2 separate regions of the Danio rerio genome follow, and region 1 is linked to region 2. Evidence: chromatin contacts called from public HiChIP or PLAC-seq data. All regions are on one chromosome and are shown on one strand. Each heading gives the region's core, a stretch centred on a gene start, on an enhancer-like site or on the middle of the called end of the contact. The rest is flanking DNA. Distances are from core to core; before and after follow the strand shown. Region 1 holds the start of rusc2 (RUN and SH3 domain containing 2). Region 2 holds the start of unc13ba (unc-13 homolog Ba (C. elegans)).

Region 1 (5,489 bases), core at 2,447-4,946, 230 kb before region 2:
ATGTTGTGTTGCAATCAATCAATAAATACAGTAATTTCAAGACTTTAAAAAAAGAAATGCTGCTTTCAAACAGGCATTTAGGAAACTATGACTTTACCCTGGAAGTCCTTATAACAGAAGATATTAAAGTCAAAAAACGATGAGTAAACAGTCTCTAAATACCCTTCATGTGATAAAAAAAGAGTTTACTTAATGTCTGACTACTTTGCATGATTTTTTTCGGGTAGTTTAATCAAGTAAAACCCACAAAATCCAACCAAATCTATATTTCATGCAAATCAAAATAAAATCAACAGACACCAGTGTAACCTATTAAATCAGGTGCAATTATGGTTTCTATGGATTAAGCAATGTTATTTGTGATGAAAATCATAATATGGTGCCTTATACAGGAACGTTTTACTATATGATAGTGCCATGGCCAATCTGACCCCTCAAAAAGGAATAATAAGCTTCAATCTAAAAGAGGAAATCAACATCTCACACTCATCTCTTGAACACTAGCTGCTTTTGTTAGATGCAATCCGACTAGAAAGTTCTATCAGAGGTGGGAAGAGACAGATTTCAGTCTGTGTCAGTTGTGTAACAGAAAATAAATGCTATATTCAGTATAGTTTCTGTACATTGGAATAATAAAAGCTTTCCAGAGAGTAAAACTATTGTGCTATTGTAATAATTACACTGTCATCCAACAGCATGTGAAATTCTACATTGCTCTCAGATCGTTGTAAGATATTAAAGTTTAGTTCACACAAAACTGATATTTCTGTCATCCTTTACTTGTCCCAAACATGTGTTGCAAAGAAGAAAGAACACAAAAGAAGAAATGCAAAAAAGAATGCTGGACAAAAGTTCAGAAGTCCCTTGGTGTGAGGAAATGTTAATATTTGGTTGAACTATCCCTTTAAGTTGACCTAAGATTAATGCCACTTCTTCATTCTATTGTTTTTGGGGCTTTTTTGAAAAGGGGGATTTTACAGTGTATTTGTTAAAACCTTATAAGACACATATAATCCCATTTCAAATTTGATTTGAAGCAAAGTGGTAAATTAAAATCAGACTAAACAAATCACTGGCTTTAATTAAGCAAAGAACTACAATCTCATGAATGACATAATCAAATAAAAAAATTGAATGAAGAAATGAAAACTATTCTCTGTATAAATTTAGAAAGCATAGAGAGAATAACTGACTGATCATGTCACTCTCAATGTTTCTTAGAGTAATGGAGCTAAAGATGCTCTTTGCTCACTACATCTCTCTGGTTAGTGTAATTTGCTAAGCAGAATAGGCATGGGATGGGCGGTATAAGATTTTGACAGTATGATAACCTTGAATAAAAATATCACGATTTCACAGTATTACAGTATTGTATTTAACAAGTTCTTTTTAAATGTCTAAGTAAAAAACAACAACGTTTTCCCCCATTAAACGCAATATATTTTACTTTAAGAAACATTTAAAATATTTTGGACAAGTAGCTTTTAATGTAAGGGTTTCTTTCCTGCTTGAAATACTATTGCCATAAAAAAATAGATAAAATACACTGAAAAGGGGTGTCTGCAAAACTGTTGCAAACAATTTATGTGTTGAACTTAAAGTAAATTTAGTAATGTTCAACTTAATTTGTTTGTTTAAATTCAGCCCAAGTAACTTGTTACAAACATTAAACTTAACAAAAACTTGTAAATGCAAAAGAACAATCTTTGAATATTTTTTTTCAGTGTAGTTGTGAAAAACATCTAAAAAACAAACAAAACTTACATATACCTTAGAAATGGTATTAAAGAAAACTTTGATGGTTTAAAAACCTTGAAATTTCCAAATCTCAGTAAACCTTGAGACCGGTTATAGTACCATGCCTAGTGCAGAATTATTAAGAGGCTAATGTAGTTTTTCAGCATACATTTTGATTACAGATAACAAAGACAATATTTACAGTGGATTAACTTGCAGATTTAAAAATTTTTCTTTGGATTAAACAGATTCAATTTTCACCTCAAGAATATCAATGCGAGTTAAGGTAAATAATGTAAATTTTGATTTCATGACAACTTTACTGCAAGTCTTCTTTAGAGGCTTCTGATAAGCACATGAATGTTCTATGATACTGCATGCGCTCTAAAAGTGCTGAGACAAATTCAACTATTGGGTTAAAAAAAAGAGAAATGTTTGTACATGTTTGCCCTGCATTTATTTATAACATAATCAACAAATGCAGGTGGATATGGTATGTGTAGTCTAATGTGATTTTTTCTTTTCTTTTTTTCTGGAAAAAGAGAAACCCTTGCCCTTGCTTACGCAGCAAGTAATCTACAAGTCAACATACATAAAATAAAAAGAAACTTGACCTGTTTTTACAATAATAACCACCACAATAATGACACTTTATAAAACTACAAAAAAAACTACTTATTTTATAATATTCTTCAATGCAATTATTACGGCATATTTCTTTACAATCATATTGTGGTACAGAAAAAAAGTATACTGAACAATCTCCCATATGAGCAGCCTTCAACAATCAAATACAGAGCGTGTACATTAAAAGGCCTTTATATGCTGTTCAATGCAGTGTTTATTCGATAATTCGTATCGCTTATAATAAAATGTGTGCAGGCCAGAGATTTGAGGAGATGATGTGCCTGTGTTTATTATGAAACCGCTGGTGCTGTGATCGATATGCGCAAACACAGGCCTCACACGCGCGCGCCCTCAGCGAATCACGATGGCACATTTGACATAACAGCAGCACGCCCTGTATCTGTCACCCTATTTTCTGATTTTAACAGCTCTATGATCATCTTTTCTTCACTTACATGTAATGCACCAAAACAGCGAAGGCCTAATTGACATATAAATAAATAAACGATGTCAAATCAGCATGAAAACAACGAACTGCCTGTCTGTTTTTCTATCCCAAGGTGCTTCTTTTGTGTAATGATGATCATAAATCGCTATTCTAAAAGCTTGGAAAATCATCTGTATTACAGTAAAAGCCCATCATGCCGACCTTTAATGTTAACGCATGAACGATGAACGCATTAAAACGGGCGTATGTGAGCGGACATAACGGTGCACGCGCAAACGTCAAAAACGCCAGTATCTAAACGTTATCATTTAAAAACAACACAACCCTCATTAATGTCGCGTTAATAACTAATAAAACCACAATCTCTGTTTAATATGATTCAGAAGCAATGATGTAAGATTTGCCAGCGGGCAGTCCGGTTAGCTTCCACCGCACCATGTTTACCACATTCCTTTCAAATGATGAAAACAGCGGCACGTTTATACTCACATTGACGATAAATGTCATGTCTACGGCTCCCAAATATCAGGATGTCAAACCACGGTGAACAATCTTGACGTTTGGGTTGATTTTGTGGTGAAGATACTGAGCGCAACAGCAGCGCAGCGCTGAGAGACGTGGACGGCGCTACGTCAGATGATGCGCGCGCCCGCCCTCGCGCTCACACAAACTGCGCGTCCGTAGAATGCTGACTTTTGGGCATCTTTACGGTGATGGGGGTCACAAACCACTTCTGTTTGGGTCCAGGTGAGAGGGGTTGGAAACTGTGGCTTGATAGCGTGAGGGCGGGTTGGGGTGTTGGACTGCTGGTGCCCTGCAGGCAGCTCTTTGTTTAGGCTACTCTCCGGTCACTGCGTTTCTCATTGTTCGGTGGAAGAAAGCCTGCCTTCACTCTCAGCACTGAGAGTTAAATAGCTGGCGTGTCCCATGAATGGACTAAGGGCCCGTCTGTCTGGAGGGTCCACCTAATTTTAGTTAGGAAAAACAGGGATTGCAGTTGCTGCAAAAAGTGTTTGGATATTTGGGGCACATAGACATGTATGAATATCATTGCATATAAAAATATATAATTAAAAAGAAAAAATATTAAAAAGACCCGCTCTCCCCCTTCCCTAAACCCTACTGACAAATTTAAAAAGCAATTCAGAAAAAGAAAAGCCCTCATCTGATTTTTGTGACGTTAAACCACACTCTCATCCTGTCATTTACTTGTTTATTTTTTTTTTTTGAATTCTGTTTTTGTCTTAGATGCTTTCTGAAACATTCTTCAAGCGTGGACAGTCATCTCTAGTATGGTGGGATTTAAGAAATGTTTGATTTTAGACAGCAAGCTGGGATGATAAAAACTGAAGCCAATAACCGATCTGATATGTTTGTCTACTCTATAAAACTCAACAGTCAACTTTACTCAAAATGTATTGAAAGTTAATTCAACTCATTTGAAGAGAGTTTTGAAGGTAATGAGTTAATTAAATATCGCATTACTTCATCTTAAATGGAGTATACAGAACTTATTACAGCAGTGCATAACTGAACAGACTCAAAAAGTGTAAAAATGCAGATTCAAAATTTTAAAAAGTATAAAAGTATTTTATTTGTACAAAATAGTTTTGCTTTTACAAAAAATGCATAGTTCAGGCATAATGTACACAAATAGAGCTGATTATCCAGAAGTGTTTTTGTGTACTGGATACAATGAATATGTTCAAATTGCTCTCTTCATTTCATTTGAAGTGCATTAAAAATCTGTTACATAAAAAATTTATTTTCCTTTGTGTTTTCAAATGGAAATCTTTGGGATATAGTCTTTGTGAAGATTTCAGAAAAAAGTATGCATAGCAAGCTGCGATCGTGATGTAAAAATTCATTACATACACACCCACACAGACCCACACACAGAGACACACACCACAGTCAGTGAAATAATGAAGAGAAGCACCTAAAATATACAATAAGATGACTAGCTTGTAACAAACCTGTAAAGTTTAGTGTATGGTATATGAATTAAACCATTGTGCCTTTTCTGGCGTTAGATTACTGAAGCATATGTGACTCTGCATCAACTTGCTGAGCAGATCCTAAAATAAGTAATGAGCGGCTGGCTTTATTTATATCAAGGTCCTTGATCACGTCAGTCCTATTTGAACTACAGTATATGAGGACCATGCTTCAGCATTGCTTCTCATTTCACATGATTAAAAGGCTCTCGAGTTTCTAAAAGTACATTTTCATTCCAAAGGCCAGAGAAGGATCAAAAAATGGTAATATAAATATGGCAAAAAAATGGTTGGTTGAATTTTTGACCTCCTAGAGATATGATATCATAGACACCATAGAAATATATGTGACAGGGATTTTAGTTAACTGAAATTGCCAGATCGCAACAATTAGCTATAGAGCTACAGTCAATGAAGTTCCTCCAATAATTATTTTTCATTTTAAATATGTCCCCTTTATGCTATTTTAAGAGTTCTTGAAGGGACAGTTACCTCAAGGTAGTTCCAAACCTTTATGAGTTTCTTTCTTCTTTTAAAAACAAAAGAAGATGTTTTGAAGAAGGCTGAAAACCTGCAATCACATTAAAGAAATGGATTCATTTACTAAGGTTGCAAACAATTTATATAGGTTGAATTTAAATTGACAAATTAAGTTGAACATAACTAAATTTAATTTATTT
Region 2 (5,722 bases), core at 1,999-4,498:
TACATTAACATTATGAATTTGGTTATGAAAAAAACTATGCACTTATAACCCTCTCACAACGAAAAAACTTGTATCTGTGTGTCCACATCCATAAATATTCTCATCAAAAGAGCACGCAATGCTCAGTAAACTCTCTGAAACAGACAAACTCTGAAACATAGCAACTTACTCTCTGAACATAACCTGCTCCGGAGCAGGTTATCTTCAGAGAGTAAGTTGCTATGACTACTTAACATACTCAGAAGTTACCTCCAAATTTTGGAACCAAAGTTGACGTTATCCACCTACTTACTCTCAAACTTACCCGTGTATGTCACATAACCTGCTTTCTGGATATATATATATATTCAGTTTTTAAACTAATTCCAGCAAAATTATTGAATAATATGCAAATGTTTCTATGGTTTATGTTCAAATATAGTTTGTAAAGTAATATTTTCTTTCTTATAGTAGTTATAATATATCTACTGAAAGAAAGAAAACATTATTTGACTTACAAGTGGTTCTAGTTGGATTTGCACTGTATACTTTTAAAAGCATTGTAAACATCTTTTTTTGTGTTTGTGTTATGTATTTATTTACTATACTGTCAAAATAATTTTGCATAAATCCATAGATTTTGAACAAAATTCTAGGCAGAAATAGCATAAACATTCTGTATGCCGCTAGTAATAGGTACCTTTATCAATCCAAGAGTTTTTGTAATACAACACATCTCATTTTAAACCACATAGTTTAAAGTAGCATCTATATTAGCTAGGCCTGTCACAATAAACAATATATTGACTTATAACTCAACACATGGACATGACCTCAATCATTTTTGGTGATGCAATATATATCGCCCATACATAAAAGTCAATTCTAGCAACATTTATCTGATTGTGAGTGAACATCTTTATCTCTATTGGAGGTGTCAGAGTCAGTGTAGTCAAAAAAACACTATAGTATTTCCTACAGATTACAATATATTTTCATGTGGGTGCCTGACAACTGAAAATAGGTCTTGTAGCAGATTTCGCCACCTCTGTTACTTTTTACCTTGCACTTTTTGTTAACAGTTATTATTTATTTATTTATTTAAGATATGCCTTTTCAATGCCCAATCATTAATTTGTTAAAATGATTATAATGAAATTAAATATTCTTAGGAATAAAATATGATGTGTTCTTTGGAAGAGTGTACCTGCATTGTGTTGATATTATATTGTCATTCTGGCATTATATAATGAGAGCATAAAATGGCCTTAAAATGACAATAATATTGTTTAGCACATTTTGGTGCAATATATCGCACAACAAAAAAAAATAGATATTGTGACAGGCCTAATATTAGTAGCATAAACAATGTGTTGGAGAAATGTGATAAAAGGGAATGCAATGTTTTTACAGATGAATTGCCCTTTAGGTGCCCTTAAATTGCTACATTAAAGTCTGCGTAAACTCGAAATTTACAATGTACACAATGACATGTAATATTAAACAAAAAGCATAATATATAACAACTTTACTACTAGGGATGCTCTGATCAAGATTTTTGCAGCCGATACAGTGTACCAATTCCTTGTCAATGTGATCGGAAGATACCAAGTACCGATTGTGATGCTTCAAGCTTTATAATGTATAAAGTGCATTTTCCCTCAAAGTATGATAAGTAAGTGAAGATATCACTTTACCTAAGAGAATAAATTAAAGATGTTGCATGAAATTCCTTAAACAAATCTCTTAATAACTATTTAGTGTGGACATGTCACGGCCAGAAGCAGCTTTACAGAAAATAATAGATTAAACAGATTCAAGAAAATGGTATCAAAAATGAGTGACAAAGCAATTTGGAAACATTGCAAATGATGGAAGTTTGGAGCACATATTTTATACATAAAAAGTTAAAACGCACATCTATCATCTCATTACTTCTTTACTAATAGAAAATATTTCTATACTGTTTATTACAATAAGTTATATTATTAAATATTCAAGTTAAAAATCATTTTTATGTTTTTTTTTATATTTCTCTTATATTTCCAGCAAGGTTTTAATGAACTTGCAATACTGTTGAAAGCACAGAACAATCAGTTCTGATGTGTAAACTAATCATAAACAAACAATTGTGATCGGTTCATAAGATTGGCCAGATTAGCAAGTACGGATCGAGTCATGAAATGTGATTATCGGCCGATCACGATGTCTGGCCGATCAATCGGAGCATCACTATTTACTACTTGTGTGAAACAGGAAGTGCCATATCAATCTTGCAACCACTCCAAAGTTTTTTGGAAACAAAAACGATACTAAAAAGCAAAATCCAACTAATTTCCACCAACAAGTATATATTATTTTTCACTGAATGGCAAAAGTTAGTTCTACTCTAATTCTGTAATTTACAAAATGACTGACTGAACATGGACTGGATCTTCTGTCAACAACAGATATGGAATAGCAGGCCCTATTAAGAGATTATTCATTCATTCATTTTCCTTTGGCTTAGTCTCTTTATTCATTAGGGGTCGCCACAGAGGAATGAGCCGCCAACTTTAGGAGTTTCATTTAGCCTACAAATTACAGTCCAGTCGACATAGCTTTTCGCAACAAATATCTTATTTTAGAGCTCACAGTTTAAAGTAGAAACACCCACAATCATGTCATATCCTGCAGGAAACTGAATAATCCTTTGGGAATGCTTGATGTCATACAAAATCAAAGCGTACAGTGGGACAATCAGACAGGTGATCACAGCATATGCGGTGCCTTAACAGCGGGGAAAACCCGTTAAGCGCATTAACAGAAGATGAGTCGCCTCAGATCCACAGTAACACACATACGAGTCAGTGATACATTTAGGTGTTCATCGAAAGTTACACCCGTTCTTGTGTATAGAACAGGTGTATGTAATTATTATAGCTTACACCTGTTACTGTTACCTGTTGCTCCAACCGCTTTCATACAATTAAAATTACAGCACATTTTAAACCAGAAGCACGTAAACACAGACAAACGGGAAGACAATGTTATAAAAAGTAAATATTTCAAGGTCCCAAATACTTACCTCGCACACAAAGAAGAGACATTGCTGAGATTTTAGTCCACACTGTACATTTATGACTTTATCACCTCTTCTGGCACTTTATTTCCTCCCCGTTCGAAAGGATATTTTAAGTTGCGAACAAATATCGTAGTTTGTTGAATTCATCATCATAATAGACTAGAGTTAAATAGCGACTGTGTTCGCAACGCGCCAGGAGAACTGTGTTCTGCGTCCCCATGGCGTTAGTGACATAAGCAGGAGCCAATCAACTTCATCAAAAGGAGAGAGTGGGCGGGACTACAAGATGATGCGACGGATAACGTTTTTTATCCGCACAGGTGTGTAATGCCCTCTTTAACCTGCATATTTGACAACATCTGCATCATCATATTCATTTAAAACAAACAAATCCTGCTATTTTTGTAGATATGTATGCCTATAATTATTTGCAACATATTAAATATTAATATTTAACGTGTGTTTTAGGCTATTTTTGAAGGAAAAAAATGGCTGACTGGTAATGTTTAATTTCTGATTTAAATGCTGCACCTTTATTATACTAAACTTAACAGTCTCAGTCTGTGTGTGCAGCCTGTTGAACTGACGAAAGGATTTATGTCTGATGTTTCTGTAGTGCCATTGCGCCATCTCGCGTTTAACACATGCTACTTCGTAATAAACATTTTAAAAATATTTACATTCACATTTGTTTCCAAGTAGCCGTGAAACTAAGCACTCTGTTAACTTGATTTGAATAAATGCTTTTACCCGAGCAACACCTAAATACCTGTGCAAGGATCTGGTTAGAAGGACGAAACAAGCAAAAACAATAAAGAAATAAATGAATCAATAAATACGCAAAAATATGAATAAATGAGTAAATAAATCCATAATTTCATGCATGAATAAAACAATAAATAAATACGCAAATATATAAATAAACAAGTAAATAAATCTATAAATTCCTGCATAAATAAAAAAAGAAATATGCAAAGAAATGAATAAATGATATCGAAAATCCACAACTTCCTACTTAAATAAATATATAACACGAATGATGGGGGAATAAGTAAATGCTAAACTGAAAGGTTGTTTTTTTTCCCCATTGAAACCATTATTCATGTAGTTGCTTGTTTACTTTTCCTCAGGTCAACATGCTAATGAGAGGCAGTCTGTCTTTCTTTTTTTTCTTCTTCTTTTTCTTCTTCTTATTATTGTTATTATTATTATTATTACTACTACTTGTTGTTGTTGGTGGTGGTGGTGGTGGTATGCGAAAGGTGAAAAGATACAAATCACAGTACATTATAAAGAAAGTTAAAATAATTTGAAAAAAAAAGAAAACCAAAAAACAGAAGAGACATTACACATTAAAGAAAAAGATTATATAATTTACAAATGTCAGTTGTTTTTAAAGCCTTTCTTTGTAAAAGAGTTAGAAATAGTTTCAAAGTAATACTGCATTTCAGAAAGAAATGCTATTTAAAAAAGGTTTTTGGTTTATAAATTTACATTTATGCATATAAAATTTTGTTAATAAGATAAGAAGAATAGGGAAATAGGTTTTCTTTTTATGTAAAGGCTTTGTCTTGTAATTAACAAAACCAAACAAAACCTTTTCACAAAAAGACAAATCTTTCCAAAGCAAATAAGAATAACTGCATTGCAAAAATAGGTGAACTATTAGGACTCAGGCTGTCTGTCAATTATCAGAAAGTGGTCTTTATGCCATCATCAGTTGATTTTTAGAAAAACTTTCCATTTGATTTTATTCACTGGCTTCTGGTGATTGACAGACAGCCTCTTATTAGCATGTTGACCCAAGAAAAGTAAACATGCAACTACGTGAATAATGGTTTAAAATGAGGGGAAAAAAATAAACTTTTAGTTTAGCATTTTCTTATTCCCCAACATTCCTGAAATGTATTTATTTATTTGCTGCCAGCACTAATAACGATTTATGTATTTATTTATTCAGGAATTGATGTATTTATTTACTCATTTATTTATATATTTGCGTATTTAAATAACAACAACAACAACAACAACAACAACAATAATAATAATGATTATTATTATTATTATTATTATTATTATTATTATTATTATTATTATTATTATTATTATAGGGGAAAAGTAAATATCTGACTTTCTATTATATCATTCTCTGACCTGCTTCTAACATGCTGGTTTGCTGCTTGTTGTTGGTGCTCAGTTAATAATAATAACAAAATAATGATAATATTTATTTATGCAGGAACTTGTGGGTTTTATATGCATTTATTTATTGATTTATTAATTTGCATATTTATTTATTTATTGTTTTATTTTTGCAGGAATTTATGCATTTATTTACTCATTTATTTATATTTTTTCTTATTTATCTATTTATTGCTTTTGCAGGTTTCGTCCTCCACAATTCAGGATAAAATGTTTTTATAAAAATATTATTTGGATTCAAATTCTTTATATGTATTTTCAGTTATATTTAAAGAATTGTATTTATATGGCTTATAATATATTTCACAGATTTAAATAATAATAATAATAATAATAATAATAATAATAATAATAATAATAATAATAATAATATATATTATTGTATATATTATATTATATTCTTTGCTCCTGAACTGCTTCTAACATTTTCTGCTTGTTGTTAGTGCTCAGTTGATAATGATAAATAAATAATGATGA

What was found. HiChIP or PLAC-seq counts read pairs in DNA pulled down with a chosen protein or histone mark.
Region 1: a contact with region 2 is called in an H3K4me3 HiChIP or PLAC-seq map of embryo, with 2.2 times the contacts expected there. The contact joins the promoter of rusc2 here to the promoter of unc13ba in region 2. A contact is called at or near these places in 2 of 18 Hi-C or Micro-C datasets (caudal fin and an unstated tissue) and 1 of 4 datasets of contacts at active chromatin or transcription factors (embryo).

What each region holds. Positions count from the first base shown.
Region 1 is chr5:20,026,237-20,031,725 of GRCz12tu, reverse strand. rusc2 (RUN and SH3 domain containing 2) reads right to left here and starts at 3,696. Exons shown (of 12, transcript XM_005165191.6): 1 at 3,302-3,696. It overlaps atp8b5a (ATPase phospholipid transporting 8B5a), which reads right to left. Exons shown (of 29, transcript XR_012406786.1): 29 at 4,382-5,380.
Region 2 is chr5:19,792,288-19,798,009 of GRCz12tu, reverse strand. It overlaps unc13ba (unc-13 homolog Ba (C. elegans)), which reads right to left and starts at 3,248. Exons shown (of 42, transcript XM_021476430.3): 1 at 3,047-3,248. The coding sequence starts at 3,068. LOC137495512 (a long non-coding RNA gene) reads right to left here and starts at 334. Exons shown (of 3, transcript XR_011015347.2): 1 at 1-334.